Linked DNA regions of Mus musculus: all the other regions are linked to region 3. A link is a contact called in public Hi-C and promoter capture Hi-C data. All regions are on one chromosome and are shown on one strand. Each heading gives the region's core, a stretch centred on a gene start, on an enhancer-like site or on the middle of the called end of the contact. The rest is flanking DNA. Distances are from core to core; before and after follow the strand shown. Region 1 holds the start of Paox (polyamine oxidase (exo-N4-amino)). Region 2 has its middle 51 kb from the start of Gm51411. Region 3 holds the start of Bnip3 (BCL2/adenovirus E1B interacting protein 3).

The links. Promoter capture Hi-C pulls out the DNA fragments that hold promoters and counts their contacts. A called contact is a pair of places that touch in the nucleus more often than the background predicts.
Region 1: a Hi-C map of B cells shows a contact between it and region 3, with 6 read pairs. The contact joins the promoter of Paox here to the promoter of Bnip3 in region 3. A contact is called at or near these places in 4 of 39 promoter capture datasets (liver, neutrophils and pre-B cells), 3 of 484 Hi-C or Micro-C datasets (B cells, the G1E-ER4 cell line and uterus) and 2 of 115 datasets of contacts at active chromatin or transcription factors (embryonic stem cells and pancreatic cancer cells).
Region 2: a promoter capture Hi-C map of hippocampal neurons shows a contact between it and region 3, with 6 times the contacts expected there. The contact joins the enhancer-like site here to the promoter of Bnip3 in region 3. A contact is called at or near these places in 8 of 39 promoter capture datasets (the C10 cell line, cranial neural crest, embryonic stem cells and 5 more), 2 of 15 datasets of contacts at CTCF or cohesin (large pre-B cells and pro-B cells), 3 of 484 Hi-C or Micro-C datasets (B cells, cardiomyocytes and neural progenitor cells) and 3 of 115 datasets of contacts at active chromatin or transcription factors (the 230-238 cell line, astrocytes and pro-B cells).

What each region holds. Positions count from the first base shown.
Region 1 is chr7:140,124,374-140,128,324 of GRCm38.p6, reverse strand. Paox (polyamine oxidase (exo-N4-amino)) reads right to left here and starts at 2,640. Exons shown (of 7, transcript NM_153783.4): 1 at 2,443-2,640; 2 at 1,510-1,999; 3 at 618-817. The coding sequence starts at 2,599.
Region 2 is chr7:137,601,332-137,604,978 of GRCm38.p6, reverse strand. No RefSeq gene overlaps it. Among named protein-coding and RNA genes, the nearest start is that of Gm51411, 51 kb to the left of the region's middle. Within about 2 kb of position 1,743, at least 4 of the 459 cell types and tissues checked have an H3K27ac peak or open chromatin away from gene starts, as enhancers often do. A contact at or near this core is called in hippocampal neurons, where this site is marked.
Region 3 is chr7:138,908,186-138,912,026 of GRCm38.p6, reverse strand. Bnip3 (BCL2/adenovirus E1B interacting protein 3) reads left to right here and starts at 2,521. Exons shown (of 6, transcript NM_009760.4): 1 at 2,521-2,664. The coding sequence starts at 2,634.

The DNA.
Region 1 (3,951 bases), core at 1,391-3,890, 1.2 Mb before region 3:
ACCAGTACGAAAGCAAGAAGGCCTTGAATCCCAGCACTTAGGAGGCATAAACAGGTAGATCTCTGAGTTTGACACAAGCTTGGTTTACACAGTGAGTTCCAAGCCATTCAGGCCTACATAGTGAGACCCTGTCTCAAAAGACAAATTAAAGTTTAAAAAAGGAAGGAAGAAAATCAGTACAACAGGAAGCCTGCAGGGCCATACCCAGGCACATGACAGAGACAGTTCCCGAATACACAGGTCCTGGGAAGAAAAGTCATTCTATCTAGATCTTCAAGAACAAGCCACATAAGCACTTTGAGATTTTCATGTAACACCATCTGAAACAGGGAAGTAAGAACTACCGAGTTCCCACCAGCATTTATTAATAATGGCTTCTCTATACAAGACAGTATCAGCCAGGGAAGGCAGCACAGTGACTCCAGGTGAGGCAGGACGGCTACAACTGCCAAAAATTATGGTGGAGTACTTTTATTCACCTGGAGATCCTTAGCATGAAAACATGAACTCAGCAGCTCAATAAATATCCAGAGCCAAAGAAGGAGAAGAACCAGAGGCCTGTGATGCCTGGGATAGGGATATAGACAGGCAGCTTAATCAGGATAAGTGATTTCTACCTAATGGCACTGTGACAATGACATGATGTGCAGGCAGGCGGGCACCATCTTCACACTCCACCAATACGGGGAAGGTCTCCCCTGGAAAAGCAGCTTCCTGGAAGGACCCATTCCAGTGAATGGTCTTCACCGGCTTGTCAAAAGCGACCGTATCCTTGGGCAAGGAAGCCAGTATGCGGTCGGTAAGTCCTTGGTAGCCACTAGGAGAGACAGAAGTTGATGTGTCTGTGAAACAGGCCCTGGAAGGGGAACTGGCAGAAATAAGCCACCCAAGATGCCACCAGCATCCAGAGGAGCATCGCTCAGAGCCAGAAAGAGAGGCAACCCCTTAAAACACAGAACCATTAACATCTGCATCCGGACTAATGAGGGTCCCATAAGTCAATGAACACAACACTGACTGGTTCCCATGAGAACCGGAGTTCCCCACCACCACACCAGCCCCAGGTTTGCACACTTCCTACATCACAAATCCTATCTCCTAGACAGAAGCCTTGGGCCTGATGTTAGGGGTGTGGGTGGGAGGTATAGGAGACCAGCCCCGCCCAATCAATGTCTTTGTTCCTAGAAGCAAGCACAAGCCTGCCTGCCATAGGGAAGGAGCCTGCTTGGCTTCTCTGCACTTGAAGGCCCTTGAGTAACACCTGGCACAGGAGCTACCCTAGGATATCAGAAGAAATGAGCATTCAAGATACTTCCTCCTCAATTCCCTAGACGAATCTTTGCTTAAACACAACTAGGAGAAAGAGAAACCAATCCCTCTGAATGGGGAGGGCAGTGCCCTCACCTGCCCGCTCCAAGCCTCCTCCTCTCTCCCCTTCTCCCTCCTTTCTCCAGTCTAGTGCCTCTGCCTGGACAGTAGGGACAGAGCTGGCAGGGCTATGGCCCATACCCAGCCAAGATGCAATCCAGCCCAGGCAGCACTGTATACTCCCCGAACGGTGCAAGAGCCACCAGGTCCATGCTGTGGGTGCCGCTCACACAACACTCTATGTTGAAGAAAGTATTCAGGATAGCCAGCTTGCGCTTTCTGGTGTCCTCATCATCCTCGGTCCAGCTAGCCACCTGCTGACTTATCTCCTTCTTCAGGAACTCTCCAACACTGGCCATTGGGGTTTCAGATTCATTCAGGAATTCTCGGGTCCGCTCTATCAGTCCATAGAACAGACGGGCCATCTCTGTCATCAGCTCCAGGCTCACACTTGTTCCAGAGCTGGACCAGATCATGGAGGGCAGGGCCACGTGCCCTCCTGTATCCACAAGCTGGTTCTCTTCCGATAATTCTTTCTCCCCCAGGAGCCCGAATTCTGCAGCCAGCTGGAAGACAGGATTGTCCTGGGAGGGCCCATGGATCCAGTGTGCACCCAGCTCCACTACACCACCTAGGAGGGCACAGGAAATGCTACCTGGAGGCCCTCTCCCCAGAAAAAGCAGCCCCACCCTTTCGCAAGCATACTCTAGGAACACCTTGAGAGTCACATGGTCCCCTTGTATACCAGGACCAAGGGTCCTGTTCCTCAGGGTAAAGTAGTTCCTAAAGGCATGGCTTGGTCAGACCAGATTTCGGGAACTCCTGGGGAGGGGCGAGACAGCCTGTACAGGCTTCCTTCACTTAAGGAGAAACCCGAGAAACCCCAAAGCTGAGCAAAGCAACTGCGGGACCCTAGGTTGCCTTCCCTAGAGAGTACTCTCCTAACTTTAGGCAGTTGACTTTCCAGGCTCAGTGAACGGAGGGTGTGTTCCTTTACTCCGGGAGCCAAAAAAGGAAGGCTTCCTGGCTCAGTAGGAACCGGATGGGGTCTGGGGTCGACCAAGGAGCGGTTACCGAAGCAGCGTTCCGAGCGGATGCGGCCCCCGGCGCTGGCGGTGGCCTCCAGAACCCGCAGGTGTGGAGCAGCCCGGTGGCTGCAGAGCTTCTGCGCAGCGCCCAGCCCCGCGATGCCGCTGCCCACCACCAGCACCCGCGGGCCAGGGAACGCCATGGCTAGCTCAGGGTCCTCCAGAGACCTGGCCTTAGGCGCCTTAGCAGAGGCGGGCGGGGCGGGGCCAGAGGCGGGGAAGAAGGCGGGGTTGTGTAGAAAGGAGCGAGTGAGTGTGCGTGGGACTGGAGGTGGGACGAGGGGCGGGGCCTATGGGGAGCAGAGGAGGGGCCAAGACGGGAGGAAAGCCTTGGTGAACATTCGGAACTGGACTGAAGGAGAGGAGATGGATGTCCCTTGGCCTTCACTGTGTGGTCCACGTAGGCTTGCGGCTCCCAGAAGCGCTCAAGCTCCAAGTGCTCTGAGCAGCCCTCCTCCTGTTTGGACCCGCCTATAGTCTACTTAAGAAGGGTGTGGCTGTAGCTACTACTAGGCAGTGTGAGCCTAGAACCCCATAGAGATGCATAGTCTTCCAGAAGCATCCTTCCTGGTTCGTATCAGAGCATAGAGTGCGCCATAGCTCTAGTCTCCTTTCCACTGGCCTGTCGGCTCACAGTGAATCAACCCGCTTAGAAGATAAGTTCTGTCCTGTAACCATGCTGACCCAAAGCACAAAGACAGGGATCTTGTAAGCTAAGAACACTGTTTTGGCCAACCACTCAGCAGGCTGAGGGGCAAAAATGTCCTTGACCAACGTACTTGATCCCCTCATTCACTCAGAGCTACTAGCTGTGGTATAGAGAAATAAAACTCACTGGTTGTATGCTATGGGGAGGGGGTGATGGCTCTGACATAGATGGGAACTGGGCATAAATCCGCGTCTGAAGAGGATATATGGTAAGGGCAGGAGGCACATGCCCTCCCCTCAGCTACAAAACATCACTCTTGTTCACTTTCTAAGTTAGAGTGTTTAACTGGATCTTGGGAGTTGGGAGTTGAAGCTGCCCTCCCAAGCAAAGATACCAAAAGCATCCCACCCTACATTGAGGAAACTAACCTGGAGACAAAGAGCTACCTGGTCTGGTTCATTAAAAATGCCAGTCTTTAATACTCACTATTTTCCTCTACACAGTTTTAAAACTTCTAACAAGTTGGTTTCACAAGACATAGAAAATCAAGTTGGAGCAGACATGAAAACTTCCCTCCTGCTTGCTAGTTTGCATAGTGTCAAAAGCTGCTATGCAGGCTGCTGTAGGAAAAAAGTTATCAGCGGCATTGCTCTGTGTCAATTCCCACATGCTACAGGACTGTCAGGGACCTTCTGCTGTTTTGCTAAATGATCCTGTTATCAGACTGCCTTTTAAATGTTGGGTTTTGCCTTTAAAATGTTGGGTTTTCATGCTTCTCTCAACCTTGGCCAGAGGTGCTTCTTCTGCAGTGAGCAGCAACTAGTACAGAGACTCACAACTAGTCCG
Region 2 (3,647 bases), core at 494-2,993, 1.3 Mb after region 3:
ACTGATCTGCACACAGGAGCTACAGGCAAGGCCAAACTGTAGCAGATAAATGAGATTTAAAGATGAGCTGTGCAGTCAGTAACCTGCTCCCATGCACACAAAGCCCTACTCCTCCAGGGTGGTTAGCATGGCTGGACCAGAGGGTCTCGGGGATATACACAGGATGGCACTAGGACTCAGAAAACCCTAAACAAATCATGCATACTGGACCTATATATGGCACCTACGTTCTGCCCCTTGGCCAGTACCTTTCTCCTCTCAACCTCAGGATCACCTCCAAACCAGAGATTACCTCCGTACCAGCCCATCAGTGCAAGCTCTTCCTTATAGCCTTCAGCCAACAGACTGTGTGGAGCTTTGCCTACTCTCTGCATTCCCTTCCAGGATGTCCTTGTTCCTCTGTGTGCTCCCAGCCCCAGCCCAAATGCACACACAGTCTGAACACTCAAGGACTATTAACTTAAACTGAATCTAGGATCTGTAGCCATTAAACCTAAAAGCCAGAGTGCTGTATTCCAGGGGTCCCCAAAGCCAGGCCCTGGGCTGCGTGGATCCTCTTCAGCATCTGTGTGCAGGCTCCTAACAGGAGCGGATGGCTACAGCTTGGCTGGTATCATTCAGTTACCCTCATCAGCCAAAGTGCTAAGTGTCATTTCCTAGTTCCACAAATGTGCTCAAAGTCTTCATTTGGAAAATTGAATTACGTTAAGAGATTCTGCTTCCACACAGCCAGAGATAGGAGTGGTACATATATATGTCAGCAACAAAATCAAATCGCATTCCCAAACGCCGGCTTGGGGAGTTTTAATGCTTTCTCCATAGTCTGCTTTCCTTCCAAAAAAATATTTCTCACACATTGGCTAAATATCATCTTAACTTCGAAGGTTTGGATTAAATGTATTGATTTTTGCAGAAATATATTCCAGGCATCATATTCCAAGACCCTCTTGTCATCATAGAAAAGAACGGAAATTTTAAAATACATTCTTTTATAAAAGAAAAATTATGTTTAGGCTAGATAAATCTTTTAACTGCAAAATATGCTCACAATGATATACCAGTCCATTGCAAAGTGCTGTAAAGTTTTTTTACTTTATTCCAAAGTTCTTGCTTTTATACAGTAAGTCAGTCCCATGACTGAGTTTCTGCCGGTACTTTGTACACTTCCAGGCGAGACTCTCGGGAGGCACATTCTGCTGTCTCTGTAACAGTCCAGACGTTCTTCTTTCTCACTGAAGCTTAAGCACCGGGGCTTTGGGCTGATCTTCCCAGGGTGTTGTCTTTATTGAGAGGCTATGTAAAGAACATGTGCTCTAATGGTTAATCTTGCTTGTCAGTTTGATAGGGTTTGGTCATTAACCTCTGAACATGTCTGCAAGAGATCTTCCAGATTGAGTTCATGTAAATAGGAAGAGCTACCCTAAATCTGAGTGACACCATTCTGAGCGCTGGGGTCTCTGGCTGAATAAAACAGAGTATTGCGACGGGCTGGAGAAATGGCTCAGTTGATAAGGGCACTTGCTGTTCCTCCAGAGGACCCGAGATAGGCGACAGTTTTAGGGAAAATAAGCCACACCTGTTCTCACACGGAGCCCTGCTTTGTGCCTGGTTGATGAGGATAAACTGGGGGCTAGGTGGATGCTTCAGCCTCCTGCTTTCCTGTGTGTCCAGCATCAAGCAGAGGTGGCAGGTCCCTGGAGGTGGTGTGTGCTGAAACTGTGTCTAGAGCGCCTCCTAGTGGGAACATGCAGCGTGATCGCTGACACACTGAGGATCTGGAGCCCGGCTTCCCTGAGCTCCAGAGCTGGATCAGCGCACCACTCCTAACCTAACCCTGAAGACTCAGAAGGGAAGGTGCCTGCTCTCCTCATAACTCAGGCTTTCTCGAAATTTGCATACTGTTTCTGAGGTCACATTTGTGAATTTAAAGAAAGGAAGAAAGGAAGAAGAGAAAGGAGGAGAGGAGAGGAGAGGAGAGGAGAGGAGAGGAGAGGAGAGGAGAGGAGAGGAGAGGAGAGGAGAGGAGAGGAGAGGAGAGGAGAGGAGAGGAGAGGAGAGGAGAGGAGTAAAGTTCTCCATAGCTTTTTAGTGTTTGTTCCGTTTCTGGTTTAGAAAAAACATATATATCGCTGAGGGTAAAACTCAGAGAGAGACGCAGCAAACAGCTCGCCACAGCCCAGTCCGCAAGGCGCTGTAGGAAAGTGCCAGAAGAATAAAGAGCCACAAGGCCAGGGCGTCCTCCTCCTGAAACCAGATCCAGTCCGATCCCAAGTTTGGCAGGAGCCAGTGGGGTGATTAGAAGGGAGAACGAACTGGGGACCTGTAACAGTTATTGATGTTGGAGAAAAAGGGCTACCCAGACCCAGCCGTGAGTATTGGAGGTAAAGAAGGATAATGCCAGCCCCTGAGACACCCTCCCAACAGTCACCATGCTGCGCACTTTCCCATCAAGGAACCATCCAACCTCTCTGTGACAGCAACGGCTCAAGGCGAGATGTGGAAATAAACAGCTCTCCATTGATAGTGGCCGCAAAGGAGATGCCCTGGGTCTAGCTCCTAGATGTATGAATGTGGGTGTGCTTAGAAAGAAGGGCCTTGCTCATCTAGCCACATTACAAAAGAACAGCCAGCCGGGCAGTAGTGGCACACGCCTTTAATCCCAGCGCTTGTGAGGTAGAAGCAGGCGGATTTCTGAGCTCGAGACCAGCCTGGTCTACAAAGTGACAGCCAGGGCTATACAGAGAAACCCTGGGCTGCAGAGAAACCTTGTCTTGAAAAAAACCAAAACAAACAAACAAACAAACAAAAGAACAGCCTGATTTAAGGTAGATGCTCTGCCCAGTGAATGGTGCCTTTATAAGACAAAGAATGCTAGGGCTGGCAAGATGCCTCAGTGGGTAAAAGCACTTGCCACAGACATCAGACCTGGAACTAGATCCCTAAAACCCATTTAAAAAAGCCAAATGTTGTGGTACACATCTATGACCTCAGTACTCCTAAGGCAATAAATGAGACAGAGGCAGGAGTACCATCCACAAGCTACAAACCAAGCTACCCTGGAGTATGCAATATGGCAGAAATTCCAACAAAGATGGACAGCCAAAGGTTGTTCTCTGACCTCTACATACTCCCACAATGCACATACATAGACACACACCGACTCACATACATACATACACACATGCATACATACACACATGTGCATACACACAAAAACAAATTTATAAACAAGAAAAACAAAATAAGGAGTGTAAGAGGAAGGAAAGGGCATTTTAGCAGATGGATATAATAGATGTATGAAGATAGAGGCAGACCAGAGAGGTTGAAATATAAGCCGAGGATTGTGGGTGGTAGCCAGAAGCTTCGAGAGCTGTGAAGCAGATTCTTCCCTAAACCCCAGAAGAAGCAGTCCTGCTGGCACCTTGACCTGGACTCTGCTGTGCAGAGCTGTGTGGCCGTGGGTCTCTGTGGTCTTACATCCCCTGGTCCTCGGCAATGTGTTGCAGTCACTCCAGGGAGCCTGGCAGGTTAAGAAGCAGAGCACTTGACAAGTGGAACTTTAACTAGACCCTGTCTTCCCGAGCAGGCTGTGTGGGAGCCTGTTGTCATGGAGAAGACAAGCAGGGCATTCCTGGACAGTGTGGTGA
Region 3 (3,841 bases), core at 1,272-3,771:
GTTGTTGGTAGATGCACCAGGCTTCTGAGCCACACTACTGGCATTATTTGCTTAGTCATGAATGGAGTGCCTCTGAGGTACTGCAGCCGTTGAGGGACAGATTCACTGAGACTCTCCATGGGGTTGAGAGTAAGTTGGGAAAGTCACTCAGGTACCTTAGATTTTTCCCAGACTGCTTTCCATAGACCAGGCTGGCCTCGAACTCAGAAATTTGCCTGCCTCTGCTGCCTCCCAAGTGCTGGGATTAAAGATGCGTGCCACCACCTCCCACTTTTCTCCCCCCCTTTGAACGGGCTTTCACCTTGTAACTCAGCTGGCCTGGAACTCACCATGTGGACCAGCTGGGCCTCTAATTCACAGAGATCCACCTGCCTCTGCCTCCCAGAGGGCTAGGATTAAAGGCGTGGTGCTCCACTACAAACAACTGACTCCTTTGCCTGTTTTTTATTGAATGGTCTAAAGAGGTGGACAACCTTTTCTCCTTAAAAATACATATGTCTACAGCACTCAGGGGGCAGACGCAGGCTGATTTTCTGAGAGCTCGATGCCAGCCTGGCTTACATGGTGAGTTCCATGAGACCTAGAGAGACCCTGTAATAAATAAATAGCCTCATATACACACACATACACACACACATACATACATACATAGAAAATAAAAAAGGGCCGGGCAGTGGTGGTGCACGCTTTTAATCCCAGCATTTGGGAGGCAGAGGCAGATTTCTGAGTTCGAGGCCAGCGTGGTCTACAGAGTGAGTTCCAGGACAGCCAGGGCTGCACAGAGAAACTCTGTCTTGAAAAACCATTAAAAAAAAAAAAAAGAAAAAAAAAGAAAGAAAAAAAAAGAAAAAAAAAGGATAAACATAAATTTCTACTTATAACATCCCTAACCCCTTCAAATCCACATTTTCGTTTTTCCTTTTCTTAGTAGACTGGTGTAGAGAATTCCCAGACCCTTCTCTTTCCCTTTGTCATTCAGGCACACATATCTATGCAAGCTGGGGATTGAACCCTTGGATTTGCTGGACACGGAGGCTATCACCAAGCAGGACCACAGCTGTTTCTTGCTGGACACAGAGTCTGTCACCAAGCAGGACCACAGCTGTTTTTTTCTTGCTAGGTGTGGTAGTATGTCTGTAATCCCAGCACCTGGGGGGTTGAGACAAAGGTTTGGTGTCTGTAGCAGAGAATCTGTTTATTGTTCTGAAGGCCCTAGGCTAGAGCTCCGAGCACTGTAAGAAAGCAAGCTTTCAGTTAAGAGTGGTGGAACCACTGGGAAGCTGGGGCAGGAAAAAAAGTTTAAGACCAGAGTAGGTTACAAAGCGAATCTGTCTAAAAAAAGACATCAGATTCAGTCTGGTGACATGGCTCAGCTGCAGTGAACTTGCATGTGCAAGGCCCTCGTATAACCTTAGCACTCCAAACAAAACAAACGGAAATCAAGGCTGCATAGCTATAATCCCAGCTCTCAGGAGGCGAAAGCAGTAGGATCGGAAATTCAAGGTTAGCTTTTGCTACACAGCCAATTCAAAGCCAGCCTCGGTTATGACATTGTCTGGGAAAAAACAAAACACCAAATGAAGCTGCTTCTAGTGACCTGACCCACTGCTACTAAGATAGCTTCTTTTGAGGTTCACAAGCCCCTTCTCTATCCCAGAACTGTATCAAGAGGGAATTCCAACCTCCAAGTACAGAGAAGCTACTGGGTAGGTTACAGGGAGGATGCAGAATCCTCAAAACTGGCCCTCCAAAGGTCTCTCCAACCGTTCCTGTCCAAAAATGCCGTCCTTTCTCGCATGCAGCATACCACAGCACTACCCAACTCGCCATTGATGCTGCAGTAGAATACTGGCAAATTTTTTGTTTTGCTTTGTTGTAAACAGCTTCATACAGTGCAGCCCAGCCTGGCCACGAACCAGGGCTGGGACTAGAGTTATACATAAGCACTCCCGGACTGCATTTTTCTTAAAGATGCAACCTAAAAAACTATCTGTAAGCGTGCATAGAGACAGCGAGACCATGTGTGCTCCCATTGCTGGCGCTCGCAGGTTCCGGAGGAGATTGGGGAACTATGGGTCAACCGCGAGCAGGAGGGGCAAACTCAGCACCCAAGGCCAGACGCCCAAAAACCTGGCCGCACGTCCTCATGCCACGCCTATCTCGGAGCCCGCCCACGTCTGCCCACCTCCAGCCTGGCTTCAAGACCCGCCTCTTGGCCTCTGCAATGCGCGCACCTCGGAGTCCCAAGGCTCAGACCTCGAGCCCCGCCCCCAGACTCTTCCCTACCCGCCTAGGTCCCAGTTACTCCAGCCTCAGGCACAGCCCCCGGTCCACTTCTGCATTAGACCTTAAAAACAGCCGCCCTCCCGCGCACTCCTGCCTCAGGCCCCGCCCATGCCGGCGCACGCGCCGCACGTGCCACACGCTCCCCCGCGTTCCTCCCCCACCTGCAGGCCCCGCCCCCCAGCCAATGGGCTCCGCCGCCGCGTGCGTCCCGCCCCGCCCCGCCCCTTGTCCCTCAGTCCAGTGTCGCCTGGCCTCAGAACTGAGCGGCGCAGGCTGCCCCTGCTACCTCTCGGTGACCGCCTCCCAGGCCTGTCGCAGTTGGGTTCGGGCTCCTTTGCCGAGCCACCATGTCGCAGAGCGGGGAGGAGAACCTGCAGGGTGAGGCAGTGGGCCGAGAGGGGCCGCGGAGGCGGTAGGGTCGCGGGCTGGGGTGCGGTGAGTGGAGGCCGCGATGCAGTTCGGTGCAGCCGGGGCTGGGTGGTGAGCCTCGGGGCATCTTACAGACAGTACCTTCACAGGCAGGCCGGGTCTTTCTTTCCTGCTCTGTTCTTCACACTGTCATAGTTCTGTATTTTCAGACTCTGTAGGTCAGGGGAGCCTCGAACTCTGCGATCCTCCTTCCTCAGCTTCCCGAGTAGCTCAGATTTCAGGCCCTTGGCGTCCCCTTGTTCAGAGTTGCTTAAGTGAGTTAGAGGTTGCAGTTGAATTTTCAGTGCTTTGATTGAAGTCATTAATATTTATGACTGTAGTGCCTTTCACTTTTCCTACTTGGTACTGGGGACAGAACCAGATCTGAACGTGCTGGGTAAGTGCTCATTTCCCGAGCAACACTACCAGTTTTCATTTTATTGCTTTAAGACATACTGGTCTTGAACTTGTGATCCTCCTGGTTCAGCCTCTAGAGTAGCTGGAATTTGGAATTAACAGGCTTTGCCGCTGTGTCCCCTCTCCCCCAATCTTTACCCCTGGCTTGCTTTGTTGCCACTTCCTGATGGAAGAGGAGGATACAGGGTTTCAGACCTCTGTCAGGTTTTAGAGTTAAGAGGTGGGATAGCCGCACAGTGGTGGCACAAACCTTTTATCCCAGCAATCAGGAGGCAGAGGCAGGGGGATTTCTGTAAATTCGAGGCCAACCTGGTCTACAGAGTGAATTTCAGGACAGCCAAGTCTACAAAGAGAAAAACAGAGAGGGGGTATGGCTGGAGGTAGTGTGGAAGAGAGCTACAACAGCTCAAAAGGAGGGTAAAGTGCTTATAATTTAGTTCAGTAGGCTCACTGCAAGCAGTGAAGTAGATTGTAGGTTAAAATGGAAGTGAGGCTGGGTGTGGTGACACACCTAAAATCCCATCATGGGGTGGGTGAAGTTGAGTCTTGACAAATTCCAGGTTAGCCTGGACTACACAGTCGTACCAGGCTAGTTCGGGGCTCTGTAGCCAGACCCTGTCTCACAAATAACAGAAAGGCTCTCCCAGCATCAGCCTTTACAGACTGTTAGCACTGCGCAGACAGCTGCTAGTTTTGCAAGGCCAGCCTGGGTGCTATGTGCCATTGTCCA